4 separate regions of the Sus scrofa genome follow, and all the other regions are linked to region 4. A link is a contact called in public Hi-C and HiChIP or PLAC-seq data. All regions are on one chromosome and are shown on one strand. The core of a region is the stretch at or near the end of the contact, and the rest is flanking DNA. Distances in the headings are between cores, read along the strand shown.

Region 1 (2,700 bases), core at 58-2,557, 170 kb before region 4:
CCACACCCACGCCAGATCCGAGCCGCATCTGTGACCTACGCCACAGCTTGCAGCAATGCTGGATCCTTAACGAACTGAGCGAGGCCAGGGATCAACACGCATCCTCATGGAGACTAGGTGGGGTCCTTAACCTGCTGAACCACAGTGGGAACTCCTGATTTCTATTTAATTGTGGTAGTTCGGGGCCTGAGGCCTTCCTTTACCACCCTTTCTTTTTTCCAAGACAAATGATTTTTTTTTTTTTTTAGCTTGTTGCTCCCTGGTATGGCTTCATCACACTCTTCAAGAAGCAAACAGAATTGATGTAAAAAATATATTTATACAAAAACCTGAATTAAATAGAGTGAGGAGTCCAGAAGGGGGAGCTCTCGGGCCCTTCCAGGATAGCAGAGAACAAGGGAAAGAAAAAGCCATTGAGAACTATGTCTAGATACTCATGTTGCAACAGAAGAAAGGGTGGGGGAAAAATGTAATTGCAATGTATACATGTAAGGATAACCCGACCCCCTTGCTGTACAGTGGGAAAATAAATAAATAAATAAATAAAAAGAAAAAGCTCCCTCTTCTTTCCTAGCAAGGACTCAGACCCTGAAAAGTGCTTGCCCCTCTATAAAAGCATTTTCCCTTTGCCATGACCAAGGCTGCAGACAGGGAATGGCAATTCTCTGCTGATCCCAAGTAAACCCCTATTTCCTGGAGAAATATTCGGCAGTCTGTTTATTTCCAGTCAGCAATACGGAGAAAGGAAATGCAACATCTTTTAATACTGAGTTCTCTGGTTTACAAAAGATAATAGTGATACCAGCTGGGCTTGGGAGGAACTTGTAATCCTGTGAAGGTTTTCACAGGTTGACTTGCTTTCTTTTTGCTCTAAGCCAGGAAACTTCCATGTAGCCAGTCTCACCCACAAAGTTCCATTTTCTTGAATCTGCAAAGCCCATGTTCAAGGGAATGTTTTTTGTTGTAAGCACTCTCATTTAAAAAGTGATCAGCATATATCCTCTCAAAAACGAAAATCACCTCGAAACCCACCTTTTGAAACCAGTGTTTCCAGACTGTAGCGATCTAGAGGGATGACATTTCCATTGTCATCTCTCATTCCCAAATGCCATGCTGCTGCTAGGGGTGGAGTAAACAGAGCCAGGCTCTCTTGGGTGGACATGTGATGCTCTCCAAGCAAATGGTCAGGAAAAGAACCAGGTGATCTTAGTCTCTGGTTGGTTGGCTCCTAGTAGAGTTTCTAGTTCTAAGAAATAGACCGTTAAAGATGCTAACATTTTTAGGTGAGATGATGGTATTAGGGTTTTATCTTTTTAAATGATTTTTTTTGGGGAAATACTTAATGATTTATGGATTACAACGATGATGGGAAAATGCTTAAAAATAGTTCTGAGGAAAGGTCATGGCTGAAATCAAGCTGGCCATGAGTTGATAATTGTTTGAAACTGGTGAGAATTACATCAAAGTGTGTGTATGTGTGTGTGCTAATGGCAATGGTCCAGTAGAGTTGGAGGAATGGATGGCCAAGGAGAGAGAAGAAACACCCTAAGAAGCCAACCACTCAAGGGCATGACAGGTCAGGAGGTAGATTTCAGAGACCAGACACGCACAAATAATCACTATAAACTCAGTCTGAATCTTGAGCATATTGAAAACACCCCCCCTCCACCCTGGTCATTTTGCCAGATGGGGAGACATTTAGAAGATGAGGAAGGATGTTTCTATGCCATATTCATTTATACTTTGGCTAAATTTTGCTCGTGATGCACCTGCTAACATACTGGGAGCCACACTGGACTTGTTTTGCTCCTTTAAATGTCAAGGGTTTTGGAAATTTTGAACCAATTTGCTTTTGCTAAATCTTGACCTTATAAGGCTGCTATTGGGGCCAACATAGTCAGAGATTTTATAATAACATTTCAACTGATGTCACTTTCTTACTCTCCCTCAAAATAATGAGTTACATGGAACTCTACTGTTTCTCATTAGGTCACGGGTGGGTGAAGCGTTCAAGCTGCTATCACTTTTTCCAAATAATTTCACTCATACTGACTCCTAATTTATCTACAGTATTATGTAGCAACCGAATAAATAGTCTCCTCAAGAAAGCATCCTCTCCTTGGCTGTTCCATAAAACTGTGCTGACTCATTTGTAGTTGGACCTGAAGAATGTTTCAAACACATGAAGCCAAAGGAGCCATGCTTTGTCTGAGCCATTCCCCTGCCCTCCTGCCCCTACCAACAGCAGAAGTGCACAAGATTTGCTTTGGGTTTGCAGGATCCTGGCAAGTGAGGACCTTTAGCATGACTTTGGCACCCATTTCTAAAGAATACACTCTACAAGTTAAAAGACTCCTTTGCTGTTTGTTTTTCCCAGAATCCCTTTTTTTTTTTTGAAGTATAGCTGATTTACAATGTTGTGTCAATTTCTGCCGTACAGCAAAGTGACCCACTCACAGACACACACACATATATATTCATACATATATTATTTTTCTCATATTATATTCTATCATGTTGTATCCCAAGAGACTGGATATAGTTGCCTGTGCTGTACAGTAGGACCTGGTTGCTCATCTATTCTAAATATAAGAGTTAGCATCTGCTCACCCCAAAGTCCCCGTCCATCCCACTTCCTCCCCTTTCCCCTTGGCAACCACAGGTCTGTTCTCCGTGTCTATGAGTCTGACTCTATTTCGT
Region 2 (2,868 bases), core at 60-2,559, 210 kb after region 4:
ATTCAACTCTGGATAGTAAGAATTCCATCAGCCTAAAAAAAAATACAAAAAAACCAAAAAAAAAAAAAAAAAAAAAAAACCCCATCTCCCGGTTACCTAGCATAGACGCGAGGTATTTCAAACCTGGATGAAACCCATTTGTGTCTAGCATAGACGAGAGGTATTTTAAACCTGGATGAAACCCATTTGTGTCTAGCATAGACGCGAGGTATTTCAAACCTGGATGAAACCCATTTGTGTCTCCGGAGAATTTACCCAAATTACCAGATGTCTGTCACCTCCTGCTTCCCAGCGCACCCACTCTTTTGGCCCTTTTGCCAAGGTTTCCTCTGAGGAAGCCGCTCCTTTCAGAGACCAGACCATCACACCAGCCACGTTTTAAACTTTTTATTTGCATATTAAAAAAATTGTGCATTCCAATAATTAAAATCATTTGAACAAAAAAAAATGGCACTCTGATTAAACTGCATTTTACAGCCCGCAGGACACCTTGGACCAGCTCGCTTTTTACTCTAAATTCCACCCAGCTTCCTCCTTCACCAACATGCAAGTTCTTTTCCTTCCCTGCCAGCCACCCAGGCAGATGGGAGAGGCAGGCGCGGCCTTCGTGTCAGTAGTTCGCCATTCTTTGATGTGAAAAGGGGCAGCACAGTCATTTAAACTTGATCCAACCTCTTTGCATCTTACAAAGTTAAACAGCTAAAAGAAGTAAAATAAGAAGGCAATGCTTGTGGAATGTACAGTGCATACTGGCGGCGCGCGCCTCATTACGACTCGCCTGCTTGCTTCTCCTGTTCAATCGCTGTGACCGGAAAGAAAAAGACAAAAAGAAAAAGAAGATGGAGGAGGCTGACGAGGCGAATTCAGTATAGCCTAGGATAGGAGTCCCGTACTTTCGTTTTAAAACATCTTTATCACAAAAATTCTCCAAGGACAACTGAGGCAGCCCATCATGCGATATGTGCATGAACCTGAACATGTGTAAATATGGTCTGTTACACATTCCATTAGGAAATTATTAAACCCCTGTGTTTGTTGGCTGCAAAACGCTTTTAAATTAACCTTTCCAAGCCATATTCATCAAAAACCTGTGGGCTCCTCCCCCGCACACCCCGCCCCCCACCCCAATTCTTCTCCCAGCCCCTCCCAAGCTCTCCTACCCGCCCCGCCCTGGCTTTTTCTTAAAGGGGGTGGGGGGGGCTTGCTTACTTTCTTTTGAAGGCAGTGGATTTTTCTCTTGCGTTTCTGTCTTCTTCAATTTCGACTTATCGAATTTCTCAATCTCAGCCATATCGGGTTTGTCAGACATGGTTGCAGAGGACGCTGCAAAGGTACAAAGCCAAGAGGGAGGTTGACGGCGAGCCACCCACCCTCGGCTCTCCGGGCCCAGAAATGCGCTTCTGCCCTTGCCTCTCCCGCCTGAAACCCCAACTCAGCCTCCTTCCGCTTTCACTCTGGGCTAAAAAAGATCTTCCTCTTTCTACAGAGAAAAAAAAAAAAAAAAAGAAGCCTCCCCCCCCCGCCCCACCTCCTTTGAGTATTTCAAAAGGCCGGGGACCGAGCCGAGGCTCTTCTAAGGTGAGATAAACTCTCACATTTGGAGGCTGTCTCTTTCGGAACAATGAAATTAAGCCTTGTGGCTCGTTAACTGCAGCGTTTCAACTTCAGAGAAGAGCGTAGCCGTTTGGCGTTTAAGGGCAAGAAAATCGAGTAAAACTTCTTAAAATGAAGCCACGGTGGCACAAAGCGTTTCCATTTTCTATCCACGGCCTCTCTCCCAAAGATGCGGGCTGCCCTGCTTTCTTCTCTAGTCACAAAGGCGGCAGCTGCTGCCGGGCGCCGCCGACCACCGCCCTACCCGCTTCCTCCCTCTCTCGCTCAACAATGCAGCCAGCCGCGCACAAAGCTGCCCCCGCACCCTCTGGATCAACCCTGATCTGCATTTCAGAGCCATTCGGCTGCACCGCACACATTGCCCTGCGAGAAGGACCTTTGCAACATTTCACAGCACAGCCTCCAGCCGCCTTAAACCCCAACAGATGCAGCCCACGGGGCTGGAGGCAAAACGGGATTGCGAAGCCCCGCGCTTGGGTGGGTGTGAGCTGGAACAAAGGATCTTTCTGTTCCTATTAATCACCCGCCTAAGAGGCAAGGCAGAACGCCTTTGGGGGAAGGGAAAAAATGTTCCCTTCGAAGCTGCATAGCAAAACGCCAGTTTTCACTTAAAAAAAAGAAAAAAAATCACCGAGTTCCCGACCCGGCTACCCAGCATCTGGAAGGGTTTGGCATCCCCAAGCTCCCCAAAGCAGCCTTTTCCCGGGAGGACGACTCAGGCTCGGCTGTGGGGATGCTGGCGGGGAGAGCGGGCGCGGGGCAGGAAGGGGAGCGGAGGGCAGGAGGCAGGGGCCCCGGGGCTCACCGGAGCGAGGCGCGAGCGAGAGGAATCCGGTCTACGCAGTGGCCGCCGCCGAGTGCCGGGCGGGGCGCAGTGGCTGTCGCTATATGCGCGCTCCTATGTAAATGAGGTGATGTCACCCGCCGGCCCGCTTAACCCCTTCGCGCCGGGTCCCCGGAACGGCGGAACGGCGTCCGGGCCCTGCCTGGCGTTGAGGGGGAGGGGGGCTGGGCCCGGGGGAGGGGGCGCCACCCGGCGTCCACCCGTGCACCTAACCGCAGTGAGGGTGAAAAATAAAATGCGTGTAGCCCACCCTGCAACGCTTCCTTTATAATGCATTTTCCCCCTTCTCTGTTCTGTCATAATGGATTTTTGCAACAGCCGCGCAAACCTGCTCTTGGGCACCGGAACCTGGTAACTAAGGGCCTAGGTGGTACCTAGGGGGACAGGCATTCCTTTACTGCGTAGCTGCA
Region 3 (2,904 bases), core at 372-2,871, 160 kb after region 4:
TGGGAGGGTGACAATAACATACACATACGACTGCATAAAACAGATGATTAACAAGAACCTCCTGTAGAGCACAGGAAAATCTATTCGGTAGTTTGTAATAACCTATATGGGGAAAAAGAATGGATATATGTATATGTATGACTGATTCACTTTGCTGTACACCTGAAACTAACACAACATTGTAAGCCAACTATACTCCAATTTAAAAAACAAATGTTTTCTGTTACCAAAGTTAAAAATCTTTGTGGTCTCTGTTCTCTACTTGTTTCCTAACTCTTCTTAACACACATTATTTGGACTGTATGTTTATGCTTTTACGATGGATGTTAGAAAAGAGGTACCTTATCCCATGAGGTACTGTTTGAGAAGCGGTTTGCAATAACAAATCCTTAAGGTTTGAAGAGCAGCTAGGGTTGGTTTAAGGGCTCTCAGTCCCACCTAGTCTGTGCAGATTTTCCGAGTTACTGGGGTGTCTACTTCCTTTGTAAATTAGGATGCTTTTCTCTCCTGTGATTATCAAGGCTGATTGGTTTTGCTCTGCACTTCCCTGGAGGTCCTTGTCTTTTCTTTGGCTCACCTTCTGTTGCCCTTCCTTATTTGTAGATCATCGAAGGAGGCAAGTTTCCTTTGAATGTCATTAACACTTTGTAATTAGCCAGGAAGTTAACAAGAATACCAAATGTCCCTTTCCCATCACAGGGCCAGCCGCTGTTTTGTTTTTCTATCCTGAACTCCAAGCAGAAACTGGCCGGGATATAACTGCCCCTCTAGGCGAAGAGTGATTAATTTCATGGGGAAGTGAAATTCACCCAGCTCTTGACCTGTCCCACTCAGGACTCAGCAAGCTTTTCTTTCCAAGTGCCATGGTTAATGCCTTCATCCTGGAAAGCTCGTCAGCCCTCAGCTTCCTCCTCAAACACAAACCACGAAAGGACTACGCATTCACAGTGCCGACAGCAATGCTACTGAGAGGCAAAACGCAGGAATACCTGGGCTCTGGAATCTAGCAGACTCAAGTTCAAGGGGAGGCCTGGGTAACACCCACTTTTTTAAGTTAGGGGGTGAGGTATAACTTACATATAGTAAAATTCACCAAGGCCTGGTATTTGAACTTGCACTTTTCTGTAATCCACAGAGGAAACTCCACCACATTCAGAGTCAGGAAGTATAGACCCTGGGTACCCATCCCCTTGCCAATGTCACTTAACAGCTCTCACTTCTGTCTGGCTTCTTTTGTAAAACAGAAGAGGGGAACTAGGTGATGGTAAGCCCCCCCCCCCCCCCCGCGCGGGTTTTAAGAAGTTCGTAGTGTTCTGTTTTAAAAGACCCTGAAACAAAACTAAACCAAAAATCTTGTCTTCCCAAAAGATCCTTATCTCATGAGTGAAGTTCAGTGTTGAAAGAACTAAAGCTTCTAGAGCTCAAAGTTTTATTTTTACAGTTGCTGCTGGGAGTTTTGCTAAGCGTGTGGGAGCAGAGAGTTCCCACCCCCTGCTTTTAAGCTAACCCGCAGCCCCATTCCACTCCTCCGCCTTGGTCACCCCAGCCCTCCAGTCCAGAGGCAGTGTGAACAGGAAATCAAGTTTCTCAGAAAGTTCAGGCTACCTTGGACGGGTGCCAGATGGCGCTGGAGTAAAAGTGCCGGAGGCGGACAAAGAAGGTTCTCGTCCTCTGGTTACACAGCTCTCTCCTTACATCTCTCCCTTAAACTTCCTCAGCTTAAATGCCAAAACGTTTCTGCAGCTGGGGAAACAGTGCCGCATTCTTTGGTTGTGGCCTGGGGTATCCGTTCCACCCGTTTTTGAGCCAGACACTTTGGCGTGGCCGATCTTTCAGTTTACCTTGGCTCCCTTCTCCCAAAACCAGAGAAACGAAGCACATGCATTCCTGGGTGGACGTTTACATTTGGAACGGAAATGGGGACATTCACTCCCATAATGTAACCAATTTGGAGCTTCGGGAGGGTGTTCTCCCCAATTAAAACTCTCTGACCTGATTCCCATCATGCACCTCTTCCCCCCCTCCCGGCTTCTCCAACAGGTGGACACAAAAGCTTAATATCTGTGGGCAGTTCCAAGGGAAAGATCACCTCATTTTGTGACTCCTGGCCATTCATGGTAGCCTTGGGGGGTTGTGTGGGGTTTTTTTGTTGTTGTTTTTAAGCCCTATTGGAGAGTCGATTTTCACGGGATCTTGTTGAGTCTGACTGAGAGAAACCACACCAAAGTCTTTATCCTCCTCAGTTTATGGAAGCCGGTCCCAGTATGGGCTGCACTGTTAGGATGGCATCTGATGACCTTTTACTTTGTTCTATTATTTCTAAAGGGCACATGGTAACATACTATAATTTTTCTTTTCTTTTTTTTTTGGGGGGGGGGTGAGGACCACACCTGCAGCATGTGCAAGTTCCCAGGGCCAGGGATCAAATCTGTGCCACAGCAGTCACAATGCCAGATCCTTAAACTGCTGAGCCATCAGGGTTCTCCTAAAATATTTCACTGTGTTTATTGTTTAAAAAAGGAATGAGCACAGGGAACTATATCTAATCACTTGTGATGGAACATGATGGAGGATAATGTGAGAAAAAGAATATATATATATATGTGACTGGGTCACTTTGCTGTACAGCAGAAATTGACAGAACACTGTAAACCAACTATAATGGAAAAAAATAAAAATCATTAAAAAAAAGAAAAGGAGCATGAGAATCAAAGTGATCAGGAGAATTGACTGCTCCTCAGTAAAGCTAAAAAATGCAAAATGTCCATCTCCTTTCATTGGAATATAAAGTCAGGAGAGCTGGGATTCAGGTCTGTTTCCCCTATTTCTCTATCACCAGCACCTAGAATAATACTTGGGACTTAGAGTTGAACTGATGAAACAAAGAGACCCTTGGGCAGAGGA
Region 4 (2,995 bases), core at 411-2,910:
GGAGCTTCCCAGGCTAGGGGTCCAATCGGAACTGCAGCCACCAGCCCACGCCAGAGCCACAGCAACGCGGGATCTAAGCCGCATCTGAGACCTACACCCCAGCTCACGGCAACGCCGGATCCTTAACCCACTGAGCAAGGCCAGGGATCGAACCCGCAACCTCATGGTTCCTAGTTGGATTCATTAATGACTGTGCCACAACGGGACCTCTTTGAAATTTTAATTCTTATTCCAAACTATGCTTCGCCACCCCCCACCCTCCCACTGACTCCCTGCAGTGGGCCTGGCATCCATGCAGCTCTGCCATCGTGCCAGGGCAGGCTTTCGCTCCATGGCCTTGGCACCTGCTACTTCACCTTCCAAGAATGCTCTCCCCCCAACATCTGCTGAGATCCCTTCCTCCACTCTTTGCTCAAACATCTCTGCAAACATCACCTCCATGGATTGACCTCAATAAAATTGCGTGATCATCAGGACCCCTGTCCTTCTCTACCCTTTTCCCGTCTTTCCTTTTTTTTCCTGCATCGCTACTAGAATGTAAGTTTCACGAGGGCGGGGTTTAGGTCTATTTCATTTCCTGACTTGTACACAGTGCCTAGAATGGTGTCTAGTGTATATATCATGGTCTCAATAATTTCGTTAAGTGACTTAAGTGATTTTAATGCAGACCAAGCATTTTACCCATTGGGTTGTGAAAAAGAATTTACCCAAGGACTCTTTAGTAGTAATTTTTCCCCATTAAGGCCTACTCTTCGCACTGCAATTTGGGCAACAACTGGCCCGGGGGTAGGGGGTGCGGGGGAGGGAGATCAAGCGAACCCACAAGGGCACACACACTTGTGAAGTCTACACTGAATAAACAAATGTCTCCGATGACTGTTTCTTTTACCCTGATTTTAAAAAGCGAAGTAAAAACAGAGAGCCGTGTTGTGTAGTTTATGCTGGTTGGGTTTGGAGCAAAAGCCAAGGACGAAGGCATAAAAGAACACTTTTGCATAAAGATTAGCCCAGGTGGGAGTGTCACTCAGGCATGAAAAGTTGTCCTGTGGCCTATGATTCGGAGCTGTTGTCATCAGGTTTCATTTTTTTGCTTTAATTTTTTTTTAATGATTTTTATTTTTTCCATTAGTTGGTTTACAGACTTGGTTTCACGTTGCAAAGCAGACATGAAAAGAAATGGTATTTGGTCCCTTAAGTTGAGGGGAAATCAACTGAGATGGAGGTGGGCCGAACCTCAGCAGGCTTTCCACACACCTGCAGCAGGAAGACTGTGTGAGAGATCACACCACGTTCCCTCTAGTCCTCTTTCTAAACTTTTTATTTATTTTTTGGCTGCGCCCATGGCACGTGGAAGTTTCTGGGCCAGGGATCAAACCCCATGCCACAGCAGTGACCAGAGCCACAGCACTGACAATGCTGGGTCCTTAACCTGCTGTGCCACCAGGGAACTCTGTCTTTATGAACTTTGCATGAACTAATGTCCATTGTCCTTTACCCACAAGCAAATGGACTGGCCACCACCCTGACCCGCTGAGACGTGCTATTACTTTAGACTTGTGTATTTGTAACTCTTGTCTAATTTTATTCCCCCTGCTCTGAAAAACAGAACAGCTGCTAGTTCCAGCTTCCTGGCTGTTCTCGCAGCCTCCCCTTCCTTCCTGTCCTTCTACCGCAGGCCTATGTCATTTCTCTTAAAGCAAGTTTTCAAAACATCAGGATAGATAAAGATCTGAGGACCATAATTTTTGTATACTTCTTAAGAACTTTTTTTTTTTTGGTCTTGGCTCCTGTATCCCTAACAATGAAACTGTGCCAAGAATTTATTTCGATAGGAAAGCCAAGACATGTCCCCGTGCAACTAAGAGCAGATAAACAGCTTTCAGTTTAATCCTAAGAAGAATGAGCAAATGGACAGCGATGTTTGGTTTAGTGTTTCACTAACGTAATCCCTTTCTCATGCAGGGATACTGTCCTGGGACTTATTTGTGTGTGAGTGTGACTGTGACTCTGTGTGTGTGTGTGTGTGTGTGTGTGTGTGTGTGTGTGTGTGTGTATTTATTCTCCTGGAACATGCGGCTTTTGGTTCTGGTGGTATTTAAGGTCTTTTAGAAAATCCACGTGAATGACCAAATTAAAGAAATCCCACCTCAGAGTTCCCGCCGTGGTGCAGGGGTTAATGAATCCAACTAGGAACCGTGAGGTTGCGGGTTCCATCCCTGGCCTCTCTCAGTGGGTTAAGGATCCGGCGTTGCTGTGGCTGTGGTGTAGGTCACAGATGTGGCTCGGATCCTGCTGTGGTGTTGGCCGGTGGCTACAGCTCTGATTGGACCCCTAGCCTGGCAACTTCCATATGCCACATGTCTTTGGTGCCAAAAGACCAAAAAAAAAAAAAAAAAGATTCTAGATGTGAGACTCCTTTAACTGATCCAAAGCAAACTGAAGCTGCCCTCGGGACAATTACGGTAGCTAATTCAGTTTCGGGATGGAATTAGACTGACAACTTCAGATAGCTGCAAGATGGGTCTGATCCCCCCTCTGAATGTTGAAATGAGCCTGAAGGGAGGATGAGTGAAAGTGAATGATTCAAAGAAATACCAAGAATTCACCAGCAAAACGGACTTTGGGAACCGAGAGCCATAAATTACTGATGAATTACTGGAAAGTCTAGAAAGTTTACGGTGACAACCAAGGAAATAACATTTCTTAACTCGGGGCATACATCTCTCCCCAGGATCCTGGTATGTGGCACAGCTCTGATGGCTGAAAGGGGGTGGTTTGGGCAGTAACAGATTCACAGGGAGGAGAAACTGTCCACACAAATTCTGAAAGGAAGAACTACACTGGGCCATCAGTAAAGGCCAGAGATAGACCCAGGAATCCTGAAAACTACGAAGAATAGGATACACTGAATAAGGACCATCAAGCAGATGAAGAAGTAGCCTTCTCAAGTTAGCCGAACTCCTGTTGGCCTCTCATTAAGAAACAGCAAATCTGT

What was found. A called contact is a pair of places that touch in the nucleus more often than the background predicts. HiChIP or PLAC-seq counts read pairs in DNA pulled down with a chosen protein or histone mark.
Region 1: a contact with region 4 is called in a Hi-C map of retroperitoneal adipose tissue, with 1.9 times the contacts expected there. The contact joins two enhancer-like sites. A contact is called at or near these places in 8 of 47 Hi-C or Micro-C datasets (alveolar macrophages, blood, embryonic fibroblasts and 3 more) and 1 of 2 datasets of contacts at active chromatin or transcription factors (skeletal muscle).
Region 2: a contact with region 4 is called in an H3K27ac HiChIP or PLAC-seq map of skeletal muscle, with 8 times the contacts expected there. The contact joins the promoter of TMSB4X here to the enhancer-like site in region 4. A contact is called at or near these places in 10 of 47 Hi-C or Micro-C datasets (alveolar macrophages, embryonic fibroblasts, heart right ventricle and 6 more) and 2 of 2 datasets of contacts at active chromatin or transcription factors (alveolar macrophages and skeletal muscle).
Region 3: a contact with region 4 is called in an H3K27ac HiChIP or PLAC-seq map of skeletal muscle, with 5 times the contacts expected there. The contact joins two enhancer-like sites. A contact is called at or near these places in 7 of 47 Hi-C or Micro-C datasets (heart right ventricle, mesenteric adipose tissue, omental adipose tissue and 3 more) and 1 of 2 datasets of contacts at active chromatin or transcription factors (skeletal muscle).

What each region holds. Positions count from the first base shown.
Region 1 is chrX:10,032,313-10,035,012 of Sscrofa11.1, reverse strand. No RefSeq gene overlaps it. Among named protein-coding and RNA genes, the nearest start is that of EGFL6, 180 kb to the left of the region's middle. Within about 2 kb of position 1,307, at least 12 of the 83 cell types and tissues checked have an H3K27ac peak or open chromatin away from gene starts, as enhancers often do. A contact at or near this core is called in retroperitoneal adipose tissue, where this site is marked.
Region 2 is chrX:9,649,167-9,652,034 of Sscrofa11.1, reverse strand. TMSB4X (thymosin beta 4, X-linked) reads right to left here and starts at 1,309. Exons shown (of 2, transcript NM_001044555.1): 1 at 1,210-1,309; 2 at 768-802. The coding sequence starts at 1,309. The coding sequence ends at 768. It overlaps LOC100511794 (a long non-coding RNA gene), which reads left to right and starts at 2,632. Exons shown (of 3, transcript XR_002340577.1): 1 at 2,632-2,868.
Region 3 is chrX:9,706,483-9,709,386 of Sscrofa11.1, reverse strand. The region is part of intron 2 of LOC106506896 (a long non-coding RNA gene); the gene reads right to left. Among named protein-coding and RNA genes, the nearest start is that of TMSB4X, 57 kb to the right of the region's middle. Within about 2 kb of position 1,621, at least 28 of the 83 cell types and tissues checked have an H3K27ac peak or open chromatin away from gene starts, as enhancers often do. A contact at or near this core is called in omental adipose tissue, skeletal muscle and subcutaneous adipose tissue, where this site is marked.
Region 4 is chrX:9,862,201-9,865,195 of Sscrofa11.1, reverse strand. The region is part of intron 2 of LOC110257721 (a long non-coding RNA gene); the gene reads right to left. Among named protein-coding and RNA genes, the nearest start is that of TMSB4X, 210 kb to the right of the region's middle. Within about 2 kb of position 1,660, at least 25 of the 83 cell types and tissues checked have an H3K27ac peak or open chromatin away from gene starts, as enhancers often do. A contact at or near this core is called in omental adipose tissue, retroperitoneal adipose tissue, skeletal muscle and 1 more, where this site is marked.